7 separate regions of the Mus musculus genome follow, and regions 1, 2, 4, 5, 6 and 7 are each linked to region 3. The links are chromatin contacts, called in public Hi-C, HiChIP or PLAC-seq, Micro-C and promoter capture Hi-C maps. All regions are on one chromosome and are shown on one strand. Each heading gives the region's core, a stretch centred on a gene start, on an enhancer-like site or on the middle of the called end of the contact. The rest is flanking DNA. Distances are from core to core; before and after follow the strand shown. Region 1 holds the start of Polr3k (polymerase (RNA) III (DNA directed) polypeptide K). Region 2 has its middle 18 kb from the start of Slco4a1. Region 3 holds the start of Gmeb2 (glucocorticoid modulatory element binding protein 2). Region 4 holds the start of Mrgbp (MRG/MORF4L binding protein). Region 5 holds the start of Pcmtd2 (protein-L-isoaspartate (D-aspartate) O-methyltransferase domain containing 2). Region 6 holds the start of Slco4a1 (solute carrier organic anion transporter family, member 4a1). Region 7 holds the start of Gid8 (GID complex subunit 8).

Region 1 (3,105 bases), core at 212-2,711, 580 kb before region 3:
TGAAATGTAGGGGTCTTGTGACTGGGATGTCCCCCAAAACAGCACAGAGGTTCAATGTCAAAGGTCTCTAGAAACAGAAGGAAACACCAGACAGAGCAGGAAGAAAAATCAGCCTAGTAAAACCTCACTCTTCTCTCATACCCCTCAGACACCTAATAATCCAACAGGAGTGACAGACATTTAACTGGGTATACCAGCACTCCCCAGGTCATTTTGGCTGCTTTCCTAAGTTTATCAGGCATCCTTCTAATTTCGAAATTATGTCACAACTCATCTTACCACAAATCCAGACTCTAAACTCCTACCATACAGCTCTAATGAGCAAACATTAAGAATGAGATGTCACCAAGGCCCAGTGGTGCACACCTGCAGTCACTGAGGTAAGGAGGAACAAAACAAGAGTTGAAGGGTACACAAAACACCAAGGGCTAGAAATACAGCTTTCTGGGCTCCAACACAAGCACCACACACACAAAATAGCAACAAGGATATAAAATATTAGAAGGCAATGCATTCTGTGAAAAATATAAAAGGAATGTGGATAAACTGAAAGTGCTGGGGTTTGGTTTGTTTCCTGTGCCTGTGCGTGCGTGTGTGTGCGTGTCTATGTGCTATGCAGCCCAGGTGAGCCTTGAACCTATTCTCCTGCCGCAGCCTCTCCAAGTGCTAAAATTATAGACATGCACAAACAGCCAGAAGGGCAGGAATCTAAATAAGGTAGCCATTATTTTAAAAGAGGAGAGGGAGAGAGAAAGGAAGAGGGAAACAGAGACGCATACATGCACACATACACGGGGGTAGGGGGTAAGGCGGAGAATGAATAAGTGTGATATGTGCCTGTGTAAGAATGACTCGGGCAAAAGGAAGGACCTAACAGTACTGCGTACATGGTGAAGATTCTCTAGAATAACGACAGGGGCTGGGAGCAAAAGAGCCACAAGAAGAACCCAAGGATTTCAAATCAGAGGCGAGGCGCGGACTGGTACGCCAAGGACAGCACGAGGGGAGTGTAGGTTTAAAAGGTATGAACTAAAATTCTCACAATTTTCGGAGTATCACAAAGTGGGCAACGGAGAGCTAGAGGGGGGTGGGGGGGCTTCGACGTGGCCGGAGCGACGCCACTGGAGCAGCGACTGCTGGACTTGGGGTACCACCGCAGCGAGAGCACAAAAGCCTGCAGGAAGGTCTGAGCGCGCCGACGCTTGCTGTGCCTCCCAGAAAGCAGAGAAGGCACCCGTCTGTGGAACTTACCTTACGGGTGATATTATGGACGTAGGGGCAAGTGTTGCAGGCGAAGCGATGGCAACGCTGCCCCTCCTCCACAATGAGTCCGTTCCCGCAGCCCGGGCAGAACAACAGCATACTGCCAGCTTCCACACCTCGCTTCTGTCTGGCGCTTCCGTGGTGCAGGCGCCCAATCAAAAGCCGTCTCACTTGCTCCGTAACTGGCAACCCGGGATCCTCAAGACGTTCCCAGTAGGCACTGCGGCGGGCAGCCTCGCACACTCCATTGGTCACCGCAGATAATCCTTTCCCATCCAGCCAATAGCATGCTGCCTGCACGCCCAGCCCTGTCGTTTCTGCGCGTGTGCACACGTCTCCCTAGCTGAAACGCCAAGAGGACTGGACCGATAATGCTGGCACCACCAGAGTACCCAGGTGAGAGGTTCTGGGTGATGAGGAGACACTTGCCGCACTCCGAGCCATGGACGTGTTACAGGAGGATCATGCTGCTCCGCAATATTCTCATCCGGAACGGACAGAAAATAACCAAATGTCCCAGGAACACTGTCCCCATTGTTAATACTACGTCTCAACTGCTGTCTGACTGACGTACGATATCCTATCTGGACCTGCCATTCCTCCATCTGGCCATTTCTTCACCTAGTTTCATTCTGCCCTTTCACTTACACAGCTAGACTCAACCCTGCAGGTAACAAATACCAGCAGCTCCTTTTCACAGACGTCCAGCTGACTCTTTTATCTCATTTCCTATAGACATTTATATTTCCCAGCTCTGGCTTCTCAGATTTCTTTGAAACTCCTTGCCTCTTTAATCCTCTGCAGTCATTCTGCAACATGCACATGTATGTGTGTGTTGTTTTCTGTTTGCTTTAACTATACACAAACTAAATATCCAGGGAGAGGAACCCCAATTGTGAAAATGTCACCATAAATTGACCAGTAAATAAGTCTCTGGGGGCATTTTCTTGAGTTAAAATTGGTAGGAGAGGGTCTAGCCCATTGGGGGCGGTGTCACCACCAAGCCAGTGGTCCTGGGTGATATAAGAAAGCAGAATGATGGGGCTGAAGAGATAGTTCAGCTGTTGCTTGTTCTTATAGTGAACACTGGTTTAATTCCCAGCACCAATATGGTAGCTCACAAACGTCCATAACCTCCAGTTCCTGAGAATCCAATGCCCTCTTCTGACCTCCGTAGGCACCAAGCACGTCTTTGGTGCACGAACAAGCATTCAAAAAAAAAAAAAAACAAACAAACAAAAACCCTCATACACTTAAGTAAGTCTAAGAACAAAATGGAGAGAGAGAAAAAAGCAATCTGAGAATCTGAGTAAATCATGAGGAGCAAACCAGTAAGCAGCATCCCACCATGGTAATGGCTTCTGTTTCTGCAGCAAGTTCCTGCATTGACTCCCCTAAACAATGGACTCTTGACATGTAAGCCAAATATTTATGGCTAGTTTTGTGTCAACCTGACACAGCTGGAGTTATCACAGAAAAAGGAGCTTCAGTTGGGGAAATGCCTCCATGAGATCCAACTGTAAGGCATTTTCTCAATTAGTGATCAAGGGGGAAAGGCCCCTTGTGGGTGGGACCATCTCTGGGCTGGTAGTCTTGGTTCTATAAGAGAGCAGGCTGAGCAAGCCAGGGGAAGCAAGCCAGTAAAGAGCATCCCTCCATGGCTTCTGCATCAGCTCCTGCTTCCTGACCTGCTTGAGTTCCAGTCCTGACTTCCTTGGTGATGAACGGCAGTGTGGAAATGTAAGGCAAATAAACCCTTTCCTCCCCAATTTGCTTCTTGGTCATGATGTTTGTGCAGGAATAGAAACCCTGACTAAGGCAAATTGGTACCAGCAGAGTGGG
Region 2 (3,119 bases), core at 551-3,050, 850 kb after region 3:
GCCTGCTTCCTCCCACCCCCACCTTTAAGGTGAGTGCTGTGAATTTAACTCAGGTTCCCATGCTTGTAATGCAAGTACTCCGCTGACTGAGCTGTTTCCATAGCCTCTTCGATTGTGCTTTGTTGGCTAAATTTTGTGAATTCTAAGTCCAGTCCAGAATCTATTTTTAAAAATTTTAACCACATCTACCATCCATCCATTTATTATTTATCTATCTATCTATCTATCCATCCATCCATCAATCCATCCATTTATTATTTATCTATCTATCTATCTATCTATCTATCCATCCATCCATCTACCAATCCACCCATTTATTATCTATCCATCCATCTATCTATCTTGTGTGAGGTTTGTGCATGCCACAATATACACAGGGAGGTCAGAGGAAACGTTGTGAGGTTGGTTTTCTTCTTCCACCAAGTGGGTCTTAGGGATTAAACTTAGGTGGCCAGGCTTGGTGACAATTGTCTTAATGCACTGAGCAATCCTGCCAGCTCTCAAAGTCCAGTATTTATGATAAAAACTCAGTACCTGAATCGACACAAGAAATGGATGTAAAATACAAACGTTTGAAGATGCAGAAGCTAAAGGGAGTAGAGTATCTGTCATTCCTTACATTGCTTCCTTATCGACGTGGTGGTTTTATGATTCTATTAGATTTAAATAAAAGACATTAAGATTAACTTCACACCAGGCCTGGTGGCACAGGCTTAGAATTCCAACTACATGGTAGACTGCAGCAGGATTGTAAGCTAAACACCAAGTTGGGCAAACTGGTGAGTCCCAGTCTCTGAATTAAAAGTAAAAAGAAGGCTGGGGGTGTAACCTGAGATAGAGCATTTGCTTGCTTGCTTGAGGCCCAGGGATGGAGCTTGGATGACACACACAGAGACAGACTTCATGGGCCTCAGTCTTGCTATTGTGTTGCCTGAGCACAGATAGTCACATGTGTGCTCCCATTTTGCTTTCACTCCTGAGCAGAACTATTCACACCCATCGTGTACGGTCTGTGGGTTAGGGCATCCCTGGTGTGATACAGGGTCAGACTCACTACGAATAGCAACTATGTATTTGTCACCATAGGGAGACACAAATGGAAGTTCCTGTGGCTATTTGGCTATAGGTATGGAGGGGCTTGCCCAGGATGGTGCCCAGGGGGTTGATTTTGTACCAGAAAGCTTCAGACCAACTACATGTGATATTTGGAGATAGTGTGGACAGCCCTGACTCTGCTCAGCAACCAGGAGTCGGGGGAAAGGTGGGCCTCTGTAGAGAAAAGCAAGGTCCTGTTTTGGCTTCTCCAGGTACCACCGGATGAAGCCTGGAGGGGTTCCTGGGTCCCAAAGTTAGCCCCTGGGTATGTGGGTCAGTGTCAGGGGTTCTTGTGGTTATGATATGAGGAGGTTTCAAAGGAACAGGATGTGGAGTCCTGAGGAGTCAGTCTATGCAAGTTCCTAAGATCAAAGTGTGGGCTCTTAGGGTCAAGGAATGGGAATCTCTGGTCCATGTGTAGGGGTGGGAGCCTTGAGCAGAGAGTGCTCTCTGTGGAAGATGACCCCTAACATCCCCACTTGAGGCATCTGGGTTCCCCCTCCCACCCCTATCTTCTGTTAGGGTAACAGTGTTCTCCGCTCTGACTGCTCTCGGCTTGGCTGGCTATAGTTCAAACTTTACATGATGTCAGGATTACTCAGAGCCTGGCCCTTCTAAGGAAAATTGATGTGTTTGAAGTCCACCATGGTCTGTCTTGAAAGTCTCAGAGGAAGCACTTAGAAAACTGTCATTCTGGTCTTGAATGACACTTCCTGTCATCTGGGTGCACAGGGCATTTCCCCAGGGCTCAGCATGGTAGCTGTGGCTAGGTATGGGAATTCTGTAATGGCCAAAGCTGGACCTGGGTTCTGATGGGGAAGGGGAAGGAGACACAGGTCTCAGCTTTGTGCGTGCAATCCCCCTTCCCCCTCCCATTTTCTAGGCAACGGTGAAGAAGCTGTCATTTCAGAAACTTGTGGTGAAACTCAATGTGGGTTCCCACAGGAAGTTGGGGGGAGTGTTGAGCAGGGGCCCAAGGGCCCAAATGCCACAGTGGAAAAGTTCTTTGATAAGGCAGAGAGCACACCCCTTCCTCCTGTTCCTGCATGGGAGGTCTGGTCATCTCAAGCAATGAGGATGTGGCTAAGTCACATGAGAGACAGATATGCTTGTGGAAAATTCCAGGTCCCGGGAGAAATGCTTGGTTTTCTGGTCCTGGGAAGCTCCGAACCCCTGGTCTCACTTTCCTCTCCACATCTCTGTTCTTGCTTCTTGCTGGTGCATTCATGTGGGTGAGCCAGGTTTTGCAGGCCACGGAAGCCATAACAGGGGACACAGCAGGAGACAGCAGTGTTGGGCAGTGGGCATGGGCAAAAGAGGGAGTGGGCAGGCGGACGTGGGAATACTGCTGCATGCTTTCCATGTGAAACGGGGTGGGTGTCTGGCTGTAGGAAGCCACTGAACCCCAGCTCGGCGGGGGGTGGACAAGGGGCAGTCCTAGACAACAGGTTCTCAGTCTCATGCATCCCAGACACCGCTGGACACCACGGAAGAGCTGAGAACAAATGGGGGGCCCCCGAGGGGGGGGGGCGACTCCATCATCACTGGGCCAGAGGGAGGAGAAGGCAGGGGGAGAGGGGCTGCTGGGTGGTTCCCACGGGGGCGAGAGTCCTTGGTCCGGTCCGTGGCTGGAGAGCAGGAAGGCCTTCTGTTGGGAGGCTAGACGTGGCTTGTTAGGGGAACGCCTATCCCATTGTTCAAGCATGGTGGGCCTTGATAAGCAGAGACAGTCTATGGTTTTAGAGCTTTATTGTAGAAAGGCAGGAAAAAAAGAGAGAGGGTAGAAAGAGAGAGAGAGGCTGGCCATGGCCATGTGGAGAAAGGGGGAGGGGGGAAGGAGAGAGAGAAGGAGGGCTAGAGAAGAGAGTAAGAAAGGTGAGAGCTTAAAGAGATTGAGAAGGGGCAAAGCAGCCTCTTTTATAGTGGGCTGGACTATCTTGCTGTTTCCAGGTAACTACGGGGAAGAGCATACCTGGCTGTAGTCAGGTAACTGTGGGGGTGGAGTCTAGCCAGAATGCCAGAAG
Region 3 (3,106 bases), core at 211-2,710:
GGAGAGCTTATGCATGCCTCCAACGATGGTGGTGGTCTTCTACATTCTTCAGCTTCCCTGAACAAATGCTCAGACTGGCCACCAGCTCTTCTCTAGCCAGACCATTTGATCTCATTAGCATTTATTTTTGCAATGACAAACTCACATAACCAAAACAAACAGCAATGACAAAGACTTCCTCATCTCCTTCAGAGTGAAAGTGCAAGTCTCTTATTTACAGTGTTAATTACGTGAAAATGTTGCTTGTTAGTTTCCCATTCTAGCTGCCACCCTGTTAACAGTGAACTCTTGTTCCCGTCCAAGCAGACATCCATTTCTACTCTAAGGATTCTAAGATGGGCAGAGCAGGGATCCTGAAGCCCTTAATTCTAGTGATCACATTCTGAGAGCTGGCTTGGCACTTAGAATTGGCTGTCTTCAGCTGCTTGAAAGCAAGGGGTGGTGGGGAAGGTAAGGGTTTTACTGCCAAGACTACAATGTCTAACAGGGTGCCCAGGCTCCACCAGGGCCAAGATAAACAAGTCTCATTTTGACAGGACCTGATGTTACCTTTGAACCACACAAGAACTGCTTGTCTTTGGCTTTCAACTGTAAGGAACTTAATAAATGTTGGTTACCTTAAATACGCGACCTTCCCTACAAGTTAGAAAAATAAAAGAAATTCTTCGGGCACCCAAGGCCCTCCATGAGACTTTTATGGCTCCAAGATACTTAAGACACTTAACTTTTTGTCTTATTTATTTATTTATTTTCAGAGCTGAGGTCCAAACCCAGGGCCTTGTGCTTGCCAGGCAAGCGCTCTACCACTGAGCTAAATCCCCAACCCCGACACTTAACTTTTAAATTTCATTTAAAACTTTAAATAATGGGCCGGGCATGGTGATACACACTTTAATCTCAGAACTCGGGGCTCTTTGAGTTCCAAGTCAGTCTGATCTACATAGCGAGTCCGTTTAAAAAAAAAAAAGTTTAAATCATGTTGGACTACCCGCTGCAATGTCAGTTGGTCAACTTCGTGAAAACACCGCTCCGCACTGAGTAGTTTGAAAAAGCAAATTCGCAATGCCTTCAATTTTAAAAAAAAGAAACACGATTCTGTCAGAAATGGTTAAGAACGTCCGCACATGAGTTTTAGGACAGTGTCACTGCAAGGCCGAGGCTGGGTTGCAAAGCACACACCTGGGATACTCGGTTCCCTAGTGGAGCCCAAACGCCAGGACTACAAACCTCGGCCTGAACCACAGAACACCTAATTGGGCAGGCACGCAGACCACACGCGCAGGCGCACAAGAGTCCTACGGGGGCAGTATCTCACCACACTGTTCGCTTCCGCGCTGGGCGCCAAATAAGTCTCCAGGCCCGCCCGGCCCGTGCGTGCGCGGCCTCGGTGTTGCGTCACTAGGAAGCGCGCGCCCGAGCCGCCGCCGCCGCCGCCGCCGCCGCCGAATCCCCAACAAGGAGCGAAGGCTGCGGCCGCCACCGCCACCACCCGCCGCCGCACCCGTCACAGCCGGGCGCCGGAGCAGGCCCGTGTGGGCCCAGGTAAGCGGCATCGGCGCGCCCGCGCACCCCCGCGGCGAGGCTTCTCGCGCCGCTCACGCGCCGCCGTCCAGTCAGGGGTCCCTGCGGAGCGTCAGGACGTTACGGCGGGGGGAGGGGAGGCCGGGGGAGGGGCGGCGGGCGCGCGAGGGCGGCGGCGGCGTCAGGCGCGGCGGCGTCAGGCTGGCGGGCGGGCGCGGGCGCCTGGCGGGAGGGCTCGCGAAGGCGGCTCGCTTCCGGCCTCCATCTTGGCCTCGCCAGAGGCAGGGTCGGGTCGTCCGTGAAAGCCGAGGCGGAAGGGGCTGGAGGAGTGGGGAGCGGTTAGGCGGGAGTGGTGGTGTTTGGGACCCATCGGTGGGCACCAGATGGGTCGGGTTCCTGAGGGCGGGTGGAAAGATTGGGAACGACTCATGGGTGGGACCCGTATTGCTGAACCCCTGGCTTGGAACTGAATCTAGAGGCCAGGATCATCAGGATAGGTACTTGATATCAGTGGAACCATGTCAGGGTGGACCTGTCAGATGGGAACCACGTTGATGGGGACCCATTTGTAGAACTGTGTGGTTGGAGGGAATTATTTTGAGTGGATAATCTTATTGCTGGGAACCGAATCGGTTGGCCCAGTTTTAGTCACGATTGGTGACATTTTTAGGTATTTAGTTGGTTACTTCACTGCTGAGCCAATGTTCTCTGTCTTGAAAACATTTCAAACCCAACAGTTTCAAATTATCATTCTTAATAAGTTAAAATTAAATCGATAATATGACTACCTGTCTAGTTTGTTTCTTCATAGGAAATATGGAAAGCTTTCTGGGAAGACATCCTGGAGTACACATACATACATACCATTTGGATATAAAATGGAGAGTGCCAAGAACAAACATGTCAGTGTATGTGCGTATGTGACTGAGAAAAACAAACCTAGGCCATAGATTAACCCACTTTGTGACCTACCTGAAAAGATATTTAGGTGTCCCTTCTGTGCCAGGAGACCAACTCATGGAATGGGCCTGCCTTATGGTAAGGTTTACTAGTCCCTACATTTCATCTTCCCTCCTCCCTGCCTTCCTAGACAGTCTTAGTATCTAGACTGAGGCCATAATCCGAGCATGTGGGAAACAGATGCAGATGTTGTTGAAGGTCAGCCTGGTCTACAGAATGAGTTCCAAGACATACAGAATGACAAAAGGAGAGAGGGGAAAAAATATTTAAGACTGACCTGGAACTAACCTAGGACTTTATTTATTTATTTATTTAGAGACAGGGTTTCTCTGTATAGCCCTGGCTGTCCTGGAACTCACTTTGTAGATGAGGCTGTAGATGATGAGAAATCTACCTGCCTCTGGGTAGGACTCATTCTTAATAGCTTGTGATTATTTTGGAAAATGGCCCCTAGTTTCTTCTTGCTTCTTTTTCTTTGTGAAGGTTTCCATGCGATCATCCTTGGTTTTAGTCAGCTTATATTTCTTGGTTTCTTGGGTCTTTGGGTCAGGGTAGTACAGGGATTGGATGTTATTGATGATTAGTAGCCTGGAAGTCAACCTTTACTTTCCTTTGGCCCTTAGGG
Region 4 (3,332 bases), core at 458-2,957, 710 kb after region 3:
GGAAGAGGCACACTTCCACCTCAGGGCTCCACACCACCGTCTCCTCAGCAGGGCTCGGGGCTGCCTCGCCTGGGCCCTTGTCGCCTGGGGCGCCCGTGCCGCCCACCTCGGCCTCCCCCATGGCCGCCGGCGATTGACGAGCGCCCGGCGCGAGAAGGGGGAAAATACTACAGGCTCCGCGCAGGCGCACTTGGTGTGGAGGGCGCGCACTCGCCGGGCTGGAGAACGCCGCGTGCCCGCGTCCGCGCAGGCGCAGCGAAGACTGGCTTCCGGTGCAGCAGCGACTCCTGGTGGTTGAACCTTTTACTGCCTACGGCTCTGTCCGGAGAAGGCGAGGGAACAAACCTTATGCTTTAAAAATGCACCAGATGGGCGTGGTGACACACTCCTGTAATTCTAGCTCTCGGGAGAGAGAGGCAGGAGTTCTGAGTCAGCCAAGTCTGCATAGCATGACACACACGGCCCAAAAATCTGGGCTTCACCTGGTTAGGTAATTTGGAAAAGAACTCAGCTAGAAGTGAAGGTGTGTCTCTCCTTGCCAGAGATAAATTGTACAATATGTAAATTACATCTCACTAAAACTGTTTAAGAAAAATAGTTTAAACAACAACAGCAGCAACAACAATAACAACAACAACATCCCATGGGCTAGTGAGATGGCCCATCTAATAGAGATCCTTGTGCACAGCCCATAACTGGAACTCCACCCCTGGATCCTAGAGCTGGCAGGAGAGGAGCAATTCTTAGGAGTTGTACTCTAGAGCTGGAGACATGGCTCAGCGGTTAAGAGCACTGACTGCTCTACCAGAAGTCCTGAGTTCAATTCCCAGCAACCACATGGTGGCTCACAATCATCTGTAATGGGTTCTGATGCCCTCTTCTGGTGTGTCTGAAGATAGCTACAGCATAGTCATATAAATAAAATAAGTAAAAAAAAAAAAAAAAGTTGTATTCTAACCTCTATATGTATTCCATGGTATATGCACACTTGCACACACACACCATAAATAATTTAAAAATTTAAAGCCCAACAATCACATTTTGTAGGAGTGAAGCTCTGTATATCTTTCAGTAGCCCTGACCTGAGTGCACGACAGTCCCAGAATTAAGTGCTTCCTTGGCATCAGAAGACAGAAATCCAGGTCCTGTCGGCCTTGCTACCTACCTGTACCTCCATTCTGTCCCTACAGTGGATCCACTCCAGAAGTGGTTGGATGATTAACTCAGACTGTCAGAATTTCAGGCAGGTGTTAGTAGCTCTACATGGGATTGGATAGGGCCAAGGGCTGGGCACAGCAGCCTTAAGAACATGGTTGCTTCTGGGCCTGAGTCACCCCAGTCAGCTGTGCCATGGGTCCTACCCTGCCACCCATCCAGGTTTCATTACTTACCCATTCCTCAGCCATTGCCAGGCATCAGAATCCCTTTTCTGACTGATGCCTCTCAGACTAAGATGTTGAGAACCTTTGTTCTCCTTTGTGCTATGGGGCCACTGTAGCTCTGAACTCTTGGGTCTTGATAAGGATCACTTGCTGGCTGCCACAAGCCTTGAATCCAGTCCTGACACTCCACTTGCCCCTCATTCAGGCCTGTAACCAGACAATGCTCACAGCAGGGAACCATGGAGGGTGCTGGCTCTGACCTGTCTCATTGTCTGGGACAGCTCAGAGCTCAGAGCCAGACAGCAGTCTGTGGCCAGGCTTCAGCTTTCCCACTGTGAAAGCGTAGCTGGTGGAAAAGTTCCCACAATGCCACAGGGGAGGTGTGGCCCAATAAAGCTTCATAAGGGGGTGTGGGGTCACTGCTATCATGTGGATATGATGCAGCTGGGAGTTATGATCTCACAGGGGCGGTGCCCTTGCCTCTGCTTGGTTGGCATGCAGAACTTGGCTTAGTTACTGTACGGCTGGGTGAAGCATAATCTACCATCTGGGACATGTCATAAAGCAAGTTCCCAACCTAAGAGCTGCCACATATTAAGTGCCCAGGAGCTGATTGATAATATCCTGGTTATTCTCTGAATATCTAAGGCATGGTAGACTCTGCTGCTGACTGCTTCTGGTTCCGGTCCACCTTAGTCTCACCCCTACCAGGTAGGATACTCCTTCAATTTGGAGTGCGTCCTTCTTCAGGGAGCTTCCCTATGTAACCCTCAACCTCATCTATCCTAGCTGGTCCTCTCTGGTTTGTGCGATCTCTGTACTCAGACCACATCCTACCAGCCATGACATTTGCAAACATCCGTCTGTTACTTCAGAACGCGTGACTGGCAATATAGACTTGATGCCTATAGACAGGTTGGATGGTTTAGGAGAGAAGGATGACTTCATTCTTTCTCTCCACGAAGCCACAGCAGGTCTCTGCAGAACTCTCTGTTAGGTAGTAGGAAGTAGCTGAGCATCAAGGTCAGCAGCTAAGACCCCGCCTACTATCCCACGCTAACTTCTTATTTTCATGAACATGTAGGCTCTCTAGTCCAAAAGCATGAATTAAGAGGAAGCTGTGCTTGTTCGTTTTGTAGCGCTCCTGTGATTATCACTCTCTAACAAGGAGCTGTAGAGAAACCATTAGCCCATGATCATGTGTGTGATCCCGTAGCTTCAAAGTGAATTCACACCTGTTGGGAGCTGAGAGGTTCCTTCAAACCTGATAGAAGGATTTCTTTGGTCTGGAGCAGGTGTCTGTGTGGCACACCACCAACTTTCTGTAGAAATGGCTGGTGAAGTTTGCCCAGATTTGTCTTCTCCGTGAGGTCTTCAGGTGGTTCCAGGTGGCCAGGATATAATCAGCTTTGTAGCAAGACTCCTTACTTCCCAGATACAAAGTAGACAATGATATATATCTACTAGCCAACTGGTCAAGTCCTTTCTCATTTGTTGCGACTCCTGCTGCTTAAGTCTTTTATACAAGATAGATACAAGTGCTGGGATTCTTGATCCTAGTGTGAAGGGTTCAGACTGGGCTCAGGTGAGAAATAAAGGCCATAGAAATGCTCTCCTTCATTTAATGAATATACAAGCCTAATAGTTTATACACCAGTCTAGTTTACTTTGACCAGTGTGAACTATTCCCCAGACCATGTCTAGGTCTCAACCAACTGTTATTTCTTATTCAAGGTCTTATGTATCCCAGGTTGGCCTCAAACTCATTCTGTGGCCAAAGATTACCTTGAACTTCAGTCCCCATTCCTCTACCTCCTAAGTGCTAGGGTAGCAGATATCTGCTGGTATATATCCTGGGGATTGAACCCAGGGCTTCATACATGCCAGGGAAGAACCCTACCAACTGAGGTGCATCTCCAGCCTCCTAAATGGCATTGCTTGTCTGAGGAT
Region 5 (3,316 bases), core at 714-3,213, 550 kb before region 3:
CCCAACTTGATGATGTTATCTATCTACTATCTATCTATCTATTTTTCTTAACTTGGAAGCTTCACTTGGGTTCTCTATCAGGAATTTCAAATGGCTGCTTCAAATGGAATTTTCGCAGATGATTTCTGCTGTTACCTTTTGTTTGGTCTCTCAACTGTGCTATCCCAGTCATCCCTACTAAAGTGAATACTCAACTTGATGTTTTCTATCAACTACTTCTGTTACTAACTAGTTCTTTTACTTTTGCTTGCTATATATACTTAATAAATTCACTCATTTAAAACAGAAAGTGTGACTATTGTAGATCATTCTCTAGACTACACAGAACACCAAGGTAGCCCTATCAATTGCTTTTGGTGGAGAGTGGGTGAATAATGATAGAGTGTGGTACTTAGTATTAGCTTTGTCTGACAATCTAATATTGCCTTGCATAGAAGCATCACTACTTGCTGCTGAGATAGATGTGATCAGTCACCATGTCAAAAGAAAGAAAGAAAGCCCTAAAACATACTTGAAAATACTCTCTCCAAACCAAACAGTATCACTGCACAAGAATGCAGTGCAGTAGATTCCAACTGAAAGCAAAGAACTATTTTTTAGGAGATTGTCCTTCCTTTACTACCCTACGATACACACTTTGCTACTTGCTGTAATGCTTATTACAGTTCCCATTCAGAACTGATTAGCACAGGCCAACAGAAGAAAAGGGCATAGGAAAAAAACTGAGCAGCACAGGACCCCAAGTGGACAACAACAACACAAGTGAAGCTGGACTAAAGAACCCTGTTTCATATCTATACTGCGTTTGAAAAAACTGCGACAGCTGGCCCACAGTCAAGTGGATGTCACTTTCTTAGGGGATACCTTGCTAGGAACATGTATTCTAAACCATCATCCTGCCAGCAGAACGAGGAAAATAGCCAAGGCTTCTTGTCTTGAAAACCAGAACTCTTGGAGGGTGTGCCTCAAATGCATATCACTTGTGGTCTGCATCTGAATGAAAGCTGACCAGTAGTATGTACTGACTAGGGACAATTCCTACTGTTTCGTGCGTGGAAAAGCTTTGGGACTAACCGAAATTAAAAAAAAAAAGAAAAGAAAAGAAAAAAAGAAAAATGAGTCCCTTCTCCCAAGTCTCCCAGCAAGGTCTCAGAGGAGGATGGAGAAAAGCCAGGGCAAAAGGAGAGACCAAATGCCACCACCTCAAGAGGGCCCACTTCAATTCCCTTTATATATAATCAGTGCTGAGCCTCTTAAATACCTCGTTCTAGAGACAACCTACCAGACGTAATGGAGCCCACTTTAGCAATGTCTTCAATAAGAACAGAGAACAACAGTGCAGGGCCCAAGAGAGCAGAGGGCAGATACTCAAGATGACGGAGTTGATGGCAGAGGCACAGGCCTAATAAAGAAACAAAGGGTCCAGGCCCCAGGGGTTCTCTCCAGCTACTTTAGATCTTTCCCCAAAGGGGTCTTTTTTTTCTCCTCTGTAGGATACTCTGCCTTCTTCCCAATATCCACCCTAGGTATAATTTGTTTCAATCATGGTCAATGCCCGACTTGCCCTTGAGCTAATTGCAAACATTTCCTACTTAATTAGAAATAGGTTGTAGAACTAGAGCAATCAGATCCCAGAATTAGCAACAGGCGGGGGGTGGGGGGGCACGCTGGAGGGGAGGGAGGTGCTGGGCAGGGAGATGGGGGGGCGGGGGTGACAGGCGCTGGGGTTCGAAACTCTCGGAGATGGTAAGATACACGGACGCTGGGGAACGGGTAACCAGAGCTGGAGAAGGGATATGGAGGGAAGGGCCGAGGGGCAGAGACGGCTCTACCTCGGCGCTCAGCAGCCCCCGTATTGAGTCTCGGAGAGCAGTTCTTCAGACGCTTCTGTCGCTTCGGACGGACCTCAGCCGCTGTAAACATCCGCTGCTACCTCTGCGCGTGCGCGGGCTCTACCTGAACTGAGCATGTGCGGTTGGAGGACACTCTTAAAGGGGCAACGGCACAGCCCACGAGCCTGCCACTTTCCACCCACTGGTTTGAGTTAAGTGTGTCCCTGCCTGATTGGTCAGTCACTAGGTGGTCTCCGAGCATATCCCGGCCTAATGATATGAGAAGATGCTGGCGTGTCGACGGGAGAAGGGCATTTTGCCTGCTTATGTCCACTCAAGGACAAAGCCCCCACAGTAGAAAAGGCAGGAGTTAAGAAACAAGAGTGATAGATTGGGTCCACTCTCCTGCAGGAGTTACAACACAAATGACTGCCGGCCCTGACCCTGCCAGGCTACCTGGTCCAGGGGATGGCCATCTGCACACTTGAACCTTGAACCAGCAGTTCTGGCCACTTCTAAGAAACCTACAAAATAGACCAAAGTCTAAGTGATCTTTAGGGCTACCTTTCAAGATTGTTCTGAGTTTTTGTTCTATTTCATTGGGATTGCACATCTCCTCTATACTGCTTGGAGGGTACATGTTGAAGGAAGTAGTGTCAAGAAGGAAGGAGTCTGGACGCCTGAGTCAATAGCTGTAAGAAAGTCACTCAACCTGCAGTTGATTGTGGTACGAATGAGGAGAAAATGATTCTACTATTTTTTAAAGTTTGCGTGGGAAGGCTAAAGACCCGAACTAGATAACACAATATTGATCAAAAACAAAACAAAACAAAAGTATAGGCCTAACAACATCTGATTTCATGACTTACTATTAAAATTACAGTAATCAAGAGTCATATGGGGGAAATAAATTGATGCTATCAAATACAAAACTTAGGTTAGAGCTATACAAATATAGTAAACTCACCTTTGATAAGAGAACAAATACAATTCAATGGAGGAGTGCTGGTCTTTTCAACAAAAGATGCTGGAATAATTAGACATCCACGTGTAAAAATAATAGAGACATAGCTCTTCCAAATTTGATTTCCAGTACCCAAGACACTTGGCCTTTGCAGGCACTCAGGCATGTGCACACACACACACACACACACACACACACACACACACTTAAAGGTAAAATATATCTTTTTAACACTGGCATCATTTCTCTGTAAAATATACTGTCAGAAGAATAAAAAGGTAAGACATAGACTGAAAAACAATATTCCCAAAACACATATCTGATAAAGGATTTCTAAAAATCCTTAAAACTCAACAATAAGAAAATAAACAGCACAAATAGAAACGGGAAAAAGCTATGAACATATGACTCAGCAAAGGAAATATACAGATGGCAAATGAGCATATGAACATATCAACATAATTTGTCATTAGGTGATGCAGATTTATAAAACAATGAGATATCAATACACACCTATTAG
Region 6 (3,067 bases), core at 472-2,971, 830 kb after region 3:
TGGGCCCATTTACAAGTCTTTATGCTGCTGGTCCTGGCCCAGGCCCTGCCCCTCTCTTCACCCAGTCACAAGCCTCCGTCTTGCCTGCCTGGCCCCTCTGCAGTATTGGGGAAGGTTCTGGTTGGGGCTTGTCCAGCATCTGCTTTGGGGACCACACCCAATGAGCTACAATTAGATCATCCAGGAAGAATTTATCCAGGTAGTACCTGTTGGTCTTTCCTAGTGGGCAGGCAAGGCAAGTCTTGCACCTCATCACAGCCAACAGGTAGGTACCTTTGGCCACCAGCATAGTCCTGTCCTGGTAACTGCTGGTTCTCTGACCTGGCTTTCCTCTCTTCTTGAAGAGAGAATGGCTGGCAAATGATACAAACCTCCGGTCTCCCCTGTGTCATTTCTAGGCAAGCCAAACATCCCGGTGCCCCAGGCTGCTCCTCTGTGCAAGGGGACTTTAAAATGCTGCCTGGGACTGCTCTTATCCAAAGCCCTCTCCAAGCCAGCAAATGCCAGGCTCAGCAAACAGCGCCTGCTGTCCCCATTACCACAGCTAAGATTTATAAATAATTCGGCTAAACACCAGGTGTTCTCTTCCCTGCCGTCCACCTGCCCCAAGCTGCTTTAACAACAGCTGACTAGACAGCTACCTTGGTTTACTAAACTACAAAACAAAACAAAACAAAACAAACAAACAAACAAAAAACACTGCCCTGAAGTTGGGATAGTTCCATCACAAATGGGCAGTTTCAACACCTTGGGACAGAAACACCCCAAGGCCATGTCTGGGGGAGGCCAGCAATCCTCATCACGCTAAACTCAAGCCACTGCGCCTGGGGCCCCAAGCTATAAGGTGCGACTATGTGTCTCTATCTCATTTTTCCTACAGATGCTCACCTCTCCTGTGAAGGAGGTACCCTGCCTTGAGTTCCCGGGTTTGGAGCTAAGCGTGCCAATCAGGCAGCAAAGCGACCCGAACTCTCGTTGGCGTACACACGCGTCCGGGGGCATCGGAGAGCTGCGTGAAGGTACCGGGCCTCAGGGACCCGGGCATCCGCGCTCCTCGTAGGGACAAAGCCCGCCACTAGTGAGCAACTTCCGTGCTCCACGTTTCCCTCGGTCTTAGCAACAACCACCACAGCCACTGGATCTGTCGCTGAACAGACCCGCAGAGGCTCGCACCTGCGTATACTAGCAAACCTTTAACCTGGGCCGACAGCTCTAGCGGTCCCCCCCCCCCCCTCACGCTTTCCTGCGCCCCAAGTCCACTCCCATCTTCCCTCTCGCTCTAGCGCAGCGGCTCTGCCTTCCCCCACCCCACTGCAGACTTGCAGCTTCCCTCATGTGCAGTGAGAAGGGGTGAATTCTGCATCCGGCTCCCTTGAGCCCACTCTGTCCCCGCATTGGTTCCCCGGGATGTGTCTTCAGACAACGCACCCGGGGCTCCGCCGCGCTTTAGTCCAGCCTCCGCAAACACCTGCCGCGCTCCTGACGTCAGCAGGTCGGAGTCTGGCATACCTAGGAGGCATCTAGTACGGAGCCAGACCCTGTCCCCATCCTGGTCCGAGACCTCAAAGCAGTCCAGATCCCAGAGCACTCACCTTCCCACGAACCCGGCTGCCGCGCTGCGCCCTGCGCTCTGGACTACGCGCGCAGCCCACTCCCGCTTCATTCATCGCCCAAGCCGCTCCCGCAGGGATGGGGGTAGTGGCCTCACCACCGCCACCAATGGCAGCGAGGCTCGGGCGGGCCGGGGCCAGAGGTGACAGTAGCGAGGGCGCGCCGGGGCGGGGCCGAGCGGAGGGGCGGAACTTGGGCGGGTCAGGGACAGCACAGAGAGCGGGACTTAGCTAGTGCTTTGCACGCGGTGATTTCTTTCTGTTGGGGGACACTCTGGAGGTTGCAGGCTAGGAAAATATGGCTCAAGTCTCACTGCGTCGTAGATGCCACCTGCTCAAGCGTGGAACCGAGGCGTTGGAGGGCGCGAGTAGCGATCCCCTCAGGCGTGGGGTACAGCTCCAGCCCGGCAAAGGGATCTCTCCACTCTCTGCTCAGGTCAACCAGTGAGTTCAGTGCAACGGGGCGCTGGGCCAAACCACACCCTCACCGGAGGAGCCCACAGGGTTCCAGTTCCGGGTACTCTTGACCTGAGATGGAGAGAGAATATACCAGTCACCTTCAAATTGAGGCGTTCTCTGCTGTGCGACCTTGAACATATTTCTGAACCCCTCTGGGCCAGTTTTCGCATCTGTAAAACTAAGATAATTAGCCATACGAGTGTGATGGCTACTGCTTGTAAGCCTGTGGGTATTCGGAAGGCTGGGGCAGAAGAAGGGTCCCACTTTCATAGTTCTAGGCCAGCCTGGGCTACAAAAGAAACCCAGTCTCAGAAAATCAAGCAAACAACCTTTTTTATTTTTTATTTTTCTTTTTTTTTTTAATTTTATGATTCCAACACATCACTGAAGGAAATGGAAAACAGTAGCTGGTCTGAATTTAGCCAAGTAACAGCCGACAGCCACTAGCCATTAACATCATACCACTGACAATCAACAGCCGATGGCAGAAACTCTCCATATATGTCTCCCTTTGGGGTGTATTACATTTAATTGAAAATACATGTGAGCCAGGTGTGGCGATGTTCACCGATAATCCTATACATACATGGGGCTGATGCAGGAGAATCTTTAGTGGGAGAGCCACACTGGGCTACCTAATAAAATCCTGTCTGGATTTAAAAATAAAAATAAAACAAAACAAAACCAAGAACAACAACCAAAGCAAAACAATAGAAACAAAATAACCTTCCCCAACTCTCCAAGGCATCCAGAGTTTATAATCTGGACAGGGGAAGTAAAGGCAGAAGGAATCAGAGTCTGTGATCAGCTTGGGCTACACAAAAGTAAAGTTAGTGTGGACCCTGCTGTCAGCTCATGAGGACATCACTAGTCACAGGGTGCCTGGGGACAGACCCTCCATGCAGCCTCGGGAGCTAAGGCAGGGCTCTTCCTTTATGTCTAGAGAAGAGACTGGCTGCTGAGCTTAGTTCTTCCAGCCTGACTTGTTATTTATCAGC
Region 7 (3,334 bases), core at 482-2,981, 580 kb after region 3:
ATGTTTTTAGCACAAAATATTGTGATCTTAAGCAAAGACAAGGATTCATACAGAGACTCTTTTTTTTTTCCTGTGACAGGGTTTCTCTGTGTAGACTTGAACTCACTCTGTAGAGCAGGCTGGCCTCGAACTCAGAAATTCACCTGCCTCTGCCTCCCAAGTGCTGGGATTAAAGCCTTGTGCCACCACACCCGACCTTCACACAGGGATTCTTTTATGAGGGAGTAAGGCAGGACCCTAGGTGGTCCACAGGGCGTGTCAGCAGGGGTGGGGGTGGGGGGCAATTAGGGTAGCTCTAGGAGCATGGGCTGGATCATTTTCACTCGGTCAGTAACATACACTTCACAGATATTAGTTTGTGCACTGCAAAGGACCAGCTAATTTGTTTTACTATGTCATAAAATTGAAAGGTGGCTCTGGTTTCTGGTTTGACAATGGAATGCATACTGGATGGAAAGAGCTTAGCAGTCCAACAAAGAGATATCCTACTGCTGGTATAGTGGACATCAGAAGAGAAGCCAAGATCAAGCTTTGACCTCCAAATTAACTAATGGCAGCTGTTGCTGGACTGAATATGAAGGGACAAGAGAAAAGAAAGAAGCACGGACAGACTGCCATGTCAAGTGTCAGGCCTTAGAAATGAGAGCATGGCAACGTGGGAGAGATGCAAGTAAAACAGGTTGGAGGAGCAGGGCAAGTCTGGTGCAGAGGACTCTGGCAGTTAGGTGTGGTAGGCCTCTGGATTACAGGTCATGGGGACCCACGCTAAAAACAGTAATTTGGGAAACACGCATATACACATACTGTGGGAAAGATATTTAAACAAGAGTCTTTTAAAAAGATATTAAGTTTAAAAAAACATTACGATTCCAAAGCCCATTTGTGGAGAGTTTGCGCAGTGAATGCTATAGAGACTTCGAATTTGGGGCATGCCAGGATTTCTAGTTCTGGCGGACTTGAAGATCCCAGCAGCCCAAAAGGTAGTAGTAGTATGGAGGAGGCGGGAAGTGAAACTAAACCGGGTTGATGCCGCTCCATGCCACAGGATGACAGCAGAATTCACCGATTCGACTTTTATTCAGAAGTAAGGTAAAGATCAGTGTTGGAAAAATGTTCCCCAAGAAGGTCCTTGCCTCTCGATTTCCACTCGGCGCCGGGAAAGGTTATCAAGCAAGGCTAAGGACAGAGACGGGGGCAGTGTTTCTGTAGGACTCAGAGGTCCCAAAATTCAGCGGTTACACAGTCGCCGGGGATGCAGCCTAAGCCCCGAGGATGACTTTTAGCGCAGTAGCTGCGTCTTCACCTTTCCGCTGTCCCCTTCACCGCGCCTTTAATGGCAGAGACGTGCGAACATTTGCAGTAACTATTCGGGTCCCGGCAGCACCCGGACTAACAGCGCGGCCTCCAGTCCTCCCGCTCCGGGGCCCGGCCGTGGAGGGCAGAACTGACCGCCCCGATCCCCGCTCTTGCCTTGGGCTTCGGATACCCTGGGCAGGGCAGCCTGTCGGGCACAGACCCCCGACCTCTGACCTCCGCGCCTCGGTCCACCCCGGAGCCCCGCGGAGACGCTCGGCACGGCCGTCAGGGCCCGCTGCGGCCATCTTACCGTGCGGATCCCGCCTCCCGTGCGACAGTGTCTGGGTGGCGGCTCCGCGGCCGCTCCCGGGGCCGGGGAGGGGCGGCAGAGACTGCGGAGATAGAGGAGGCGGAGGCGGCGGCGGCGGCGGGGGCGGGGGCGGGGCGCGGAGCGGAGGTAGCTACACCGGCGTCGGCCCCTCAGACACCTCTCGCGAGATCGTAAGATTTCGAGATGCGAACTGGCAACCAATGGAATCCTCTCGCGAATCGACCGCCCGGGCGGTCGCCGGAAACCAGGGTCTCAACTTCCGTTTTTGCGCAGAACTCTTCGGCAGGGCTCTGGCTCTACGGGTTGGCGCGAGAGTCAAAAGGCTCGCATCGCTTTTGCGCAAGATGGCTGCTGCGGGGGCATTCGCGTACTGAGTGCTAGCGCGGGGATGGAGACGTGTAGACTGAGTTCGAAACGAAGGTCCCAGCTCTTTTCTTGTTTTTGTGTGTGTGAAGTGGGGGTGGGGCGAGTAATAGGTGTGTGTGAACACCGGAGTGCGCGAGATGAGGAGGGCATTCCCCGGCTTGTAGTCCGCCAGGCTCTAGTCCCAAAGACAAGGCCTCCGGATGTGAGCGAGCTCCTAGGATTTATTCCGGGAACGTTGTAATCGAGGCCTGATCAGCGTCAGAACGGCCCTGCCTAGAGCGATCTTTGTGGCCACGCTGGAGAGCGGACTGCGGAGACTGTTGTTCCCTCGTTTCTGGGCACTAATAAAGGTGACTCCCTAGTGCTGGGGTTCTCAGGGACATGCACGAAGTTAATCCCTACTTCTAAGGCAATCATCGAAGCAGAGCGGATCCATGCTTCAGAAGTGCTCACAGTGGGGACCCCTCCGCCGAGGGTACTCCCTACTTCTGGGCGCTCACAGTGAGTGTCTTTTTTCTTAGCGGCGTATGGTGTGGACCCAGCTCTGAACTTCGGCGGAGGGGATTTCTGCCGCCGGAGAAGGGACCCCTATTCCTCCCAACCCCGAATCCTGTTTACCCAATGCCTTGTTATGGGTTAGATATTCCGGTAAGGGATGGGGGAAGTTGGAGGCTCTTTAACACTGCCGGATAGGAACGGTTAAATGGGTATTTGCATATTTATGTGTCCATTGTCTACCGGAGGTGAATGCAAATTCAGTCATTGTAATGTAAAGAAATTCTGGAATGCTTCTGGAAGGAATGTTGGTCCGTCCGCCCTGAGATGTTTGGGTGTGCTTGTTTAAAGATGAACTGTCCAGGGAAAGCAACTTCTCATTGAGTCACTGAAAATAAGACCAGTTTAGCAGATCTGTCAGACACAATGACCACAGTGGCAGTCTCTTAACTCCATAGCTCTACCCGAAGCTATCCAGGTTGGTATCGACAAACTTTGTAGCACTTACTTTAACTCTGGGTAAAGTTGGATTATCAACTCAAACTTGTGCAAGGGAAGAGGCTGGTATCATGAGGAGAGAAGAGGGTTAACTCAGAATGTTAATGCCTCTGTGGATGGTGGATGAGCAATCTGCTAGTCCCCTAGTCTTTTCTACAAACTAGCTCCTGTTGAGGGTTCTTCAGCTGCTTGACTTTGAGCTCATCTTTGCTGCTTGCATGACATTGTCACATATGTCCTCCCAGTACTATTTCTCCTACACCCTGACCTTCATTTCATGTAAGGCATTTTTTTGCCAGTTGATTGCACCCGGACTCCTGTTGTTCTCTTTGGGCTGTGAAATGCTCC

Evidence for each region. Promoter capture Hi-C pulls out the DNA fragments that hold promoters and counts their contacts. A called contact is a pair of places that touch in the nucleus more often than the background predicts. HiChIP or PLAC-seq counts read pairs in DNA pulled down with a chosen protein or histone mark.
Region 1: a promoter capture Hi-C map of fetal liver shows a contact between it and region 3, with 2.7 times the contacts expected there. The contact joins the promoter of Polr3k here to the promoter of Gmeb2 in region 3. A contact is called at or near these places in 1 of 39 promoter capture datasets (fetal liver), 1 of 115 datasets of contacts at active chromatin or transcription factors (astrocytes) and 1 of 9 other capture datasets (liver).
Region 2: a Hi-C map of the HPC-7 cell line shows a contact between it and region 3, with 3 times the contacts expected there. The contact joins the enhancer-like site here to the promoter of Gmeb2 in region 3. A contact is called at or near these places in 2 of 39 promoter capture datasets (the C10 cell line and embryonic stem cells), 1 of 484 Hi-C or Micro-C datasets (the HPC-7 cell line) and 1 of 115 datasets of contacts at active chromatin or transcription factors (bone marrow-derived macrophages).
Region 4: a contact with region 3 is called in a Micro-C map of embryonic stem cells, with 7 times the contacts expected there. The contact joins the promoter of Mrgbp here to the promoter of Gmeb2 in region 3. A contact is called at or near these places in 3 of 39 promoter capture datasets (cranial neural crest, liver and pre-B cells), 2 of 484 Hi-C or Micro-C datasets (embryonic stem cells and pre-B cells), 2 of 115 datasets of contacts at active chromatin or transcription factors (bone marrow-derived macrophages and extraembryonic endoderm stem cells) and 2 of 9 other capture datasets (adipose tissue and liver).
Region 5: an H3K27ac HiChIP or PLAC-seq map of extraembryonic endoderm stem cells shows a contact between it and region 3, with 6 times the contacts expected there. The contact joins the promoter of Pcmtd2 here to the promoter of Gmeb2 in region 3. A contact is called at or near these places in 1 of 39 promoter capture datasets (embryonic stem cells), 2 of 115 datasets of contacts at active chromatin or transcription factors (extraembryonic endoderm stem cells and pancreatic cancer cells) and 1 of 9 other capture datasets (liver).
Region 6: a promoter capture Hi-C map of neutrophils shows a contact between it and region 3, with 2.6 times the contacts expected there. The contact joins the promoter of Slco4a1 here to the promoter of Gmeb2 in region 3. A contact is called at or near these places in 1 of 39 promoter capture datasets (neutrophils), 1 of 484 Hi-C or Micro-C datasets (the HPC-7 cell line) and 1 of 115 datasets of contacts at active chromatin or transcription factors (bone marrow-derived macrophages).
Region 7: a contact with region 3 is called in a Hi-C map of muscle stem cells, with 4 times the contacts expected there. The contact joins the promoter of Gid8 here to the promoter of Gmeb2 in region 3. A contact is called at or near these places in 2 of 39 promoter capture datasets (erythroid cells and fetal liver), 3 of 484 Hi-C or Micro-C datasets (embryonic stem cells, erythroblasts and muscle stem cells), 4 of 115 datasets of contacts at active chromatin or transcription factors (bone marrow-derived macrophages, embryonic stem cells, extraembryonic endoderm stem cells and 1 more) and 1 of 9 other capture datasets (adipose tissue).

The regions. Positions count from the first base shown.
Region 1 is chr2:181,862,716-181,865,820 of GRCm38.p6, reverse strand. It overlaps Polr3k (polymerase (RNA) III (DNA directed) polypeptide K), which reads right to left and starts at 1,461. Exons shown (of 3, transcript NM_025901.3): 1 at 1,252-1,461. The coding sequence starts at 1,362.
Region 2 is chr2:180,436,287-180,439,405 of GRCm38.p6, reverse strand. No RefSeq gene overlaps it. Among named protein-coding and RNA genes, the nearest start is that of Slco4a1, 18 kb to the left of the region's middle. Within about 2 kb of position 1,800, at least 97 of the 459 cell types and tissues checked have an H3K27ac peak or open chromatin away from gene starts, as enhancers often do. A contact at or near this core is called in the HPC-7 cell line and bone marrow-derived macrophages, where this site is marked.
Region 3 is chr2:181,286,320-181,289,425 of GRCm38.p6, reverse strand. It overlaps Gmeb2 (glucocorticoid modulatory element binding protein 2), which reads left to right and starts at 1,460. Exons shown (of 10, transcript NM_198169.2): 1 at 1,460-1,542.
Region 4 is chr2:180,579,597-180,582,928 of GRCm38.p6, reverse strand. Mrgbp (MRG/MORF4L binding protein) reads right to left here and starts at 1,707. Exons shown (of 6, transcript NM_028479.2): 1 at 1,392-1,707; 2 at 1-318. The coding sequence starts at 121. Gm30144 (a long non-coding RNA gene) reads left to right here and starts at 1,061. Exons shown (of 5, transcript XR_001783605.2): 1 at 1,061-2,093.
Region 5 is chr2:181,836,501-181,839,816 of GRCm38.p6, reverse strand. Pcmtd2 (protein-L-isoaspartate (D-aspartate) O-methyltransferase domain containing 2) reads right to left here and starts at 1,963. Exons shown (of 7, transcript NM_153594.3): 1 at 1,833-1,963.
Region 6 is chr2:180,454,899-180,457,965 of GRCm38.p6, reverse strand. It overlaps Slco4a1 (solute carrier organic anion transporter family, member 4a1), which reads right to left and starts at 1,721. Exons shown (of 12, transcript NM_001355218.1): 1 at 1,593-1,721.
Region 7 is chr2:180,708,623-180,711,956 of GRCm38.p6, reverse strand. Gid8 (GID complex subunit 8) reads right to left here and starts at 1,731. Exons shown (of 5, transcript NM_001289652.1): 1 at 1,607-1,731. It also overlaps a transcript of Dido1 not described here.